Regions from separate parts of the Zea mays genome. Here region 2 is linked to region 1. Evidence: chromatin contacts called from public Hi-C data. All regions are on one chromosome and are shown on one strand. The core of a region is the stretch at or near the end of the contact, and the rest is flanking DNA. Distances in the headings are between cores, read along the strand shown.

Region 1 (2,982 bases), core at 222-2,721:
TGTGGATGGAATACAAAAAACAAATAAAAAAGGTATATATTGGTCACTTTGCCGAGTGTAACACTCGACAAAGAGGCGCTTTGCCGAGTGTCAGGGTCAAAACACTCGGCAAAGAGCAAAAACCTGGGCACCGGTTTAGTGACTTTGCCGAGTGTTATGTCTCTGGCACTCAGCAAAGAGGCCGGCTTTGCCGAGTGCCGCACAGAGCACTCGGCAAATAGCCTGACATGGGGACCCTCCCTGGCGGGCTCTTTGCCGAGTGTCCTAGAGGGCACTCGGCAAAGATATATTCTTTGTCGAGTGCTTCTGGAAAGACACTCGGCAAAGACACCGTCTCCGTCACCCGTCACCGTAACGGCCGCTTTTCTTTGCCGAGTGCCCGAGAAAAAGTACTCGACAAAAAAGACTTTGCCGATGCACTGTTTGCCGAGCCTTCTTTGCCGAGTGTCACACTCGGCAAAGACGTTGCCGAGTGTTTTTAAGGCTTTGCCGAGTGCTTCGGGCACTCGGCAAAGCGCCCGTTTCCGGTAGTGACTCACCCTTGCTTATTTGTTGTTTTTCAGAGAAAGAAATCGCTGATCGGGTAAGAGTTACGCCTGTTCCAACCTTGCCCGTGGCTGTTAGACCGCTAATTTGCTTCACTGCGTATATCGGGCTGCTTCAGCCCCACTCTGATGATATGTCCCGAGTTGTGGACCAACTCTTAAAGTTGATCGCCACCTTTATAGGTCTGTCTCGTTTAAGCAGATCTGGAATCATCTGATGTATAAATGTGTTTACTAACCTCATAGAACTAGTAATTATATCATATTTGAGTCCCAGAGGATTAGGGCGCTTCAAACCTCTTGAACGAAAGAACCAAACGAGATGAGAATTTGTAAAACATATGCCGAGGTCCAAAAAAGATCGCAGATTGGGACATGACTCAAAGTGTATGTAATAGGATCATTTAGGGCCCATTTAGATTCACCTGACTAAATACCTGTCCCATCACATCAGATATTTAATACTAGTTAGAAATATTAAATATAATCTAATTATTATAAAACTAATTACACAGATAATAACTAAACATTAAGACAAATTTGCACGATTCGCTAATGTAATGCTACATTAAATATTTTTTAATTATAAATTAATTAGACTTAATAAATTCTGTAATGCTATATTAAATATTTTTTAATTATAAATTAATTAGACTTAATAAATTCGACTCGTCGTTTGTGTTATTCATCTGCGTAACTATTTTTATAATTATACCGTATTTAATATTCATAATTTATATTCAAACATCGACTAATCATTAGTAAATGAAACAAACATTCCATTAGTCTATTCTCATCCTGCGTTACATATTTGATTTTGACACTTGAATTTGGAGGAGGTGAACTCCCTTCCAAAATTGGAACCTGCTCAACGCAGCCCGAAAGACACCCGCGTCGGCGCGCCTCGACTCCTTTCTCTCGTGCCCAATCCGGCCGCGCGCCCCTTCGGCCGCGCCGCACCGCACCGCAGCGAAGCAAACCACCACCAGGCCGGGACCAAATCCCAACTAAACCCGTCCCGGCAACCCTCCAAATCCAAAGCCGGAAAATCAACCAACAATTTTCCTTCCCCATTTTCTCCACCCACGAACTCGTCGTCTCTCATCCCCGGCCGCCACCGCCTCCCCTCCGTTCTCGCACCCCACCAAAACCCTAGCCGCCGTACCCCAGCGCGCTCGCGGTCCCCTCTCCCCGCCGCCACGTCTGTCTAGATCCGCGCGCGCCCTAGGGCTTCAAGGGCCCCGCGTCGCCAGCTTCCGCATCTGGGCTGGTAGTTTTTCAGTTAGGGTTGGCCCGCCATGCCTCGGAGCTCGCGTCACAGGTCGCACCGGTCCCACAGGCGAGGAGGGTCCGCTGACCGGTCGGAGTCAGATGGCGAGGAGTCGGCTCCGGTCGCCGGCGCGCGCGAGGAGGCCGCGGCGGCTAGGGTTTCCAGAGATCCCGAGCCTGAGAGGCGCCGCTCGTCCTCGGGACAGGAGGCCGTGAGATCAGGGAACGGGTACGCTGAGCACGGGAAGAAGAGGAAGGAGAGGGTTGAGGAGGCCGTGGTTGATGTGGTCAGCGACCGGTGGAACAGTGGCGTCTGTGACGATCACCTGGTCGACAAGAGGTCCAAGAGCGAGACCTTTGGGCATGCTGAAGTGGAGAAGCTGGCCGACAGGTCCAGGGGATCAGGGGATGAGTCCAAGAGGTCAAGCAGACGAGCAGTGGCTGTGGATGACAGGGCTGAGGAGGTTCTGTCTAAGAGTGACTCTGGGAAACGGAGGTCAGAGAAACAGAAGGATGTGGGGAGGAAGGAGAGTACCGGGCATTATAAGGATAACAGAGATAGGGAGAACGAAAGGGAAAGGGGGGAAGAATGGGAGCGGCAGAAGGAGCGAGATAGGGGAAGGAGTAGGGATAGAGAGCGTGAGAAGGAAAGAGCACGAGAGAAGGAGAGGGAGAGAGAACGGGAGCGTGAGAAAGATAGGGACCGAGAGCGGGACAGGGAGCATGAGAGGGAGCGTGATAGGCAGAAGGAGCGGGAGTGGGACAAGAAAGATCATGATTCCAAGCACGAGAGGTATGAGGATGGCGGGAGCAGGAAGAGTGGCTTGAAGATGAGTAGGACGGAACAGGAGGCCTACTCATATAGGAGAGATACAGATGTCAATGGTGAGTAGCCCATTTTCTACATGTTCTCAACAATACCAATAGCATTCCTGCTCTATGTACGATTATACGTCATGTTCCTACTGCAATGTGTTACAGTTTTCTTATCCTGATTTCATTTAGAGTTTTGCATGATGCTATCATTATTTTAAATAGTTCTAGCATATATTAATAAATGTGCTGGAAATGGTTGTAACCTGTGGAGTTCATAGTTTTCCTACTTTTGCGTTGTTTTCTATCACACTGAACGATTTAATATCCATGTTTCCCTTTGCTACATTAAACT
Region 2 (2,747 bases), core at 17-2,516, 510 kb before region 1:
TCAGTATATTAATCATACACGCATGTGATCTCATACATTGAATTTAATTGGTACACTGTGTTCATAAGTTGGCAGCAAAGACAAAAAGGAAAATACATGAATATGCATGATTGTAGAAGCCCTCCAACAAGTAAATTTGTCGTCCAGTGTCTAGCACACTAGCAATTCATCAAGCAACCAACCAAAATTGGTATCGATCAGATCGCATCTTCCAGTACAGTTACTTCAATGTCTACACTACAACGAGAAAATAGAAGACACCTTAAAAAGTGATACATGGTTAATGGCTTAGGTAATTAGGTACCGGACATACAGAAGTTGTGATTAGTTGTTTGAACTTTTGATATCAGGGGTTACACTCTTATTTTCAGAAAGCTATTTGAACTTTTGAAGCATAACTCCTAGAACCAAGCCAGAAGACAAATTGGGCATCCAAGCATGAGACGTTCCCTTTGAAGGGAATGACATAGAATTAATCAAGAGGAGAAATGGAGTGATTCAGCTTAAGATCATTTAGCTTCTAGATGAAGGATGAGAATCACGTCTTAGGAGTTCCCAATTCAGCTTAAGCTCCAATTTTGTTTCCAGAACATTCAGGAAGCATGTGAACCATTTGTGAGCTCCGAAAACATACCTCGTCTGACTACAGTTATACAGGAGCCCTAGAATTATGCCAGTCGGTAGAGAATGGCGTGAATACCAACTCAAAAGCGTGGAGGGTTGGAGGCACAAAACCTCCGCGATCTAGAACTCTCTACAATGTTCACCACCCACCATGAGCGTAACAAGCCCAAAGCCCTAGAGCCGCTAACCCAACTCCAAACTCTCCTCGATCTGCCTCGGAACTGGGGGCCTTTGTCGCTTGGGACTACGGATCTCGTACACAATAAGCGAAGCACCAAGCGTTAAAACAATCGAGCAGCTAAAGCCGGCTCTCCCAGATGCTTCGGGATCATGGAGCGCGTCAGCCAGATCGGGCAGCTGAGAGTACAGAGACAAGCATCTAGAAGCTTCTGGAAGCTTCTAGGAGGGTGAGGAAGCGGCAGGCAGGGTAAACTGACCTCCTCGGCGGAGACGGAGATCTCGTTGGCCTTCTCGTCGGCCTCCTGGCGGATGAACCGCACCATCTGCTGGATCTGCTTGGATACATCGGCGTCATTCATCTTGACGGCGGCGGATCCGACAGGCCCTCCGGCTGCTCTGCTCGCTCCGGCACCGCCGCGCTGGGGGTATGGAAGTTGCTGAGGAGGCAATCGGGAGTCCACGGGATCGAGACTGGTCGAGGTGGAGGTCGTGGGGCTAGTCTAGGCGTCTAGCCGCGCGGGGGCAACGTGATCGGGTTGGTTGCCGCTGCCTGTCTGTATGTGATACCATTATTTCGTGAACCCGGTCCATGGTTCCGTGATCTTTATCATTGCTTCCGGTCATTGTCTGACCAGTTTTTTACATCAGAGTATCTCCAACAATATCTCAAGCTAATGTCTTAAATTAAAATATAGAGTTTTACACTGAAAAAATAACTACAACAGTGCCTCATTTCATAAAATTTGATCAAAAAACTATAAGATACATTCTCAAGTGCCTCAAATACACTATAGTGGGCTGTCATATAATCTATATTTGAGGCTTTACTGTTAGAGCGGTGTGTTTTGTTGATGCCCTAAATTATATAAATTATACTCATTTTTAAATTATAGAGTTTTTTTATAGGTCGTTGTTGTAGATGCTCTTAGGGTATCTCCAAGAAATCACCTAAACCAACCCAAAAACGTTTTAAGGAAAAAACACATTTTGAGCCCTCCAACCATTCCCTCTTCTCCCCATATTTATATTTATAGATGGCCAAATGGGTCGTGTTTAACGGACCGGCCCAAAGCACAACTCATTTAATAGTTCCAGACCGGGCCCGGCACGCCATTGCATCGGCCCGCAGTGCCAGTCCGGTCCGACACGATTATATTTTTTATTTTATAAAACATAGTATATATATTTAGATTTTATAATTGCTATTTTTACAACAAATGCACTAGATGTAAGTTTTACATGTTAGTCTCCTTCATGTAGCGTTTTCAGCCTTGTAGAGAGGTCGTGGGTTTAAAACCTCACTTGTGTATAGTTTTTTTTACTATTTTTCCTGATTTAACAACACAACATGAACAAGTTAACGGATCGGCCCAGCATAGCTACTAGGCCGGTATGCCGTGATTGGACCGTAGCTGCGACACGCGGGCCGATCGGGCATGGCCTGATTATCCGTCGGGCCGGCCCGTGCCGTGCGGAACCGGGCCGACCGTTTGTGCAACAACTATACCCATTTTTTTTGCTTCCCTCATCCATTTCCTGCCCTCCCGCAAATTTGAGCGTCACAGATCCTCCCCAATCGCCCCTACTCGCCTTCGCTTTTTACACGGCCTGCCGCGCCGCCGGCTCCTCCGCAAAGTAGTCCTCGACGTTGCCTCCTCTAGCCCCGCGGTCGTCTTGCAACCCCTGGGGTCCTGGCCGTGCAAATGAGCACGCTGACCTGGCCATGGTCGATCCACATGGGGACAAATGAGCACGCTGACCGGCCGGCGAGGCACAGGAAGAAATAAATACGTGTTCTTATTGCTTGTACTGTTAGCTTTCTACCGCATGTAGTTTACATGTTCGACGAAATGCCAACTAAAGACAGGATACTAGTTGTTTCAAAAGTATTTGGGATTATGTATTAGCCGTCTGCTGTGGGTTTAGCTTTTTTTAAGAAATAT

The links. Hi-C and Micro-C count contacts between places; a contact is called where the count stands out from the background.
Region 2: a Hi-C map of bundle sheath shows a contact between it and region 1, with 2.4 times the contacts expected there. The contact joins the promoter of LOC100273417 here to the promoter of LOC103636131 in region 1. A contact is called at or near these places in 6 of 25 Hi-C or Micro-C datasets (bundle sheath, ear, leaf and 2 more).

What each region holds. Positions count from the first base shown.
Region 1 is chr8:151,608,090-151,611,071 of Zm-B73-REFERENCE-NAM-5.0, reverse strand. It overlaps LOC103636131 (zinc finger CCCH domain-containing protein 13), which reads left to right and starts at 1,471. Exons shown (of 5, transcript XM_008658490.3): 1 at 1,471-2,699. The coding sequence starts at 1,844.
Region 2 is chr8:152,116,031-152,118,777 of Zm-B73-REFERENCE-NAM-5.0, reverse strand. LOC100273417 (V-type proton ATPase subunit E3) reads right to left here and starts at 1,266. Exons shown (of 6, transcript NM_001147854.1): 1 at 1,062-1,266. The coding sequence starts at 1,163.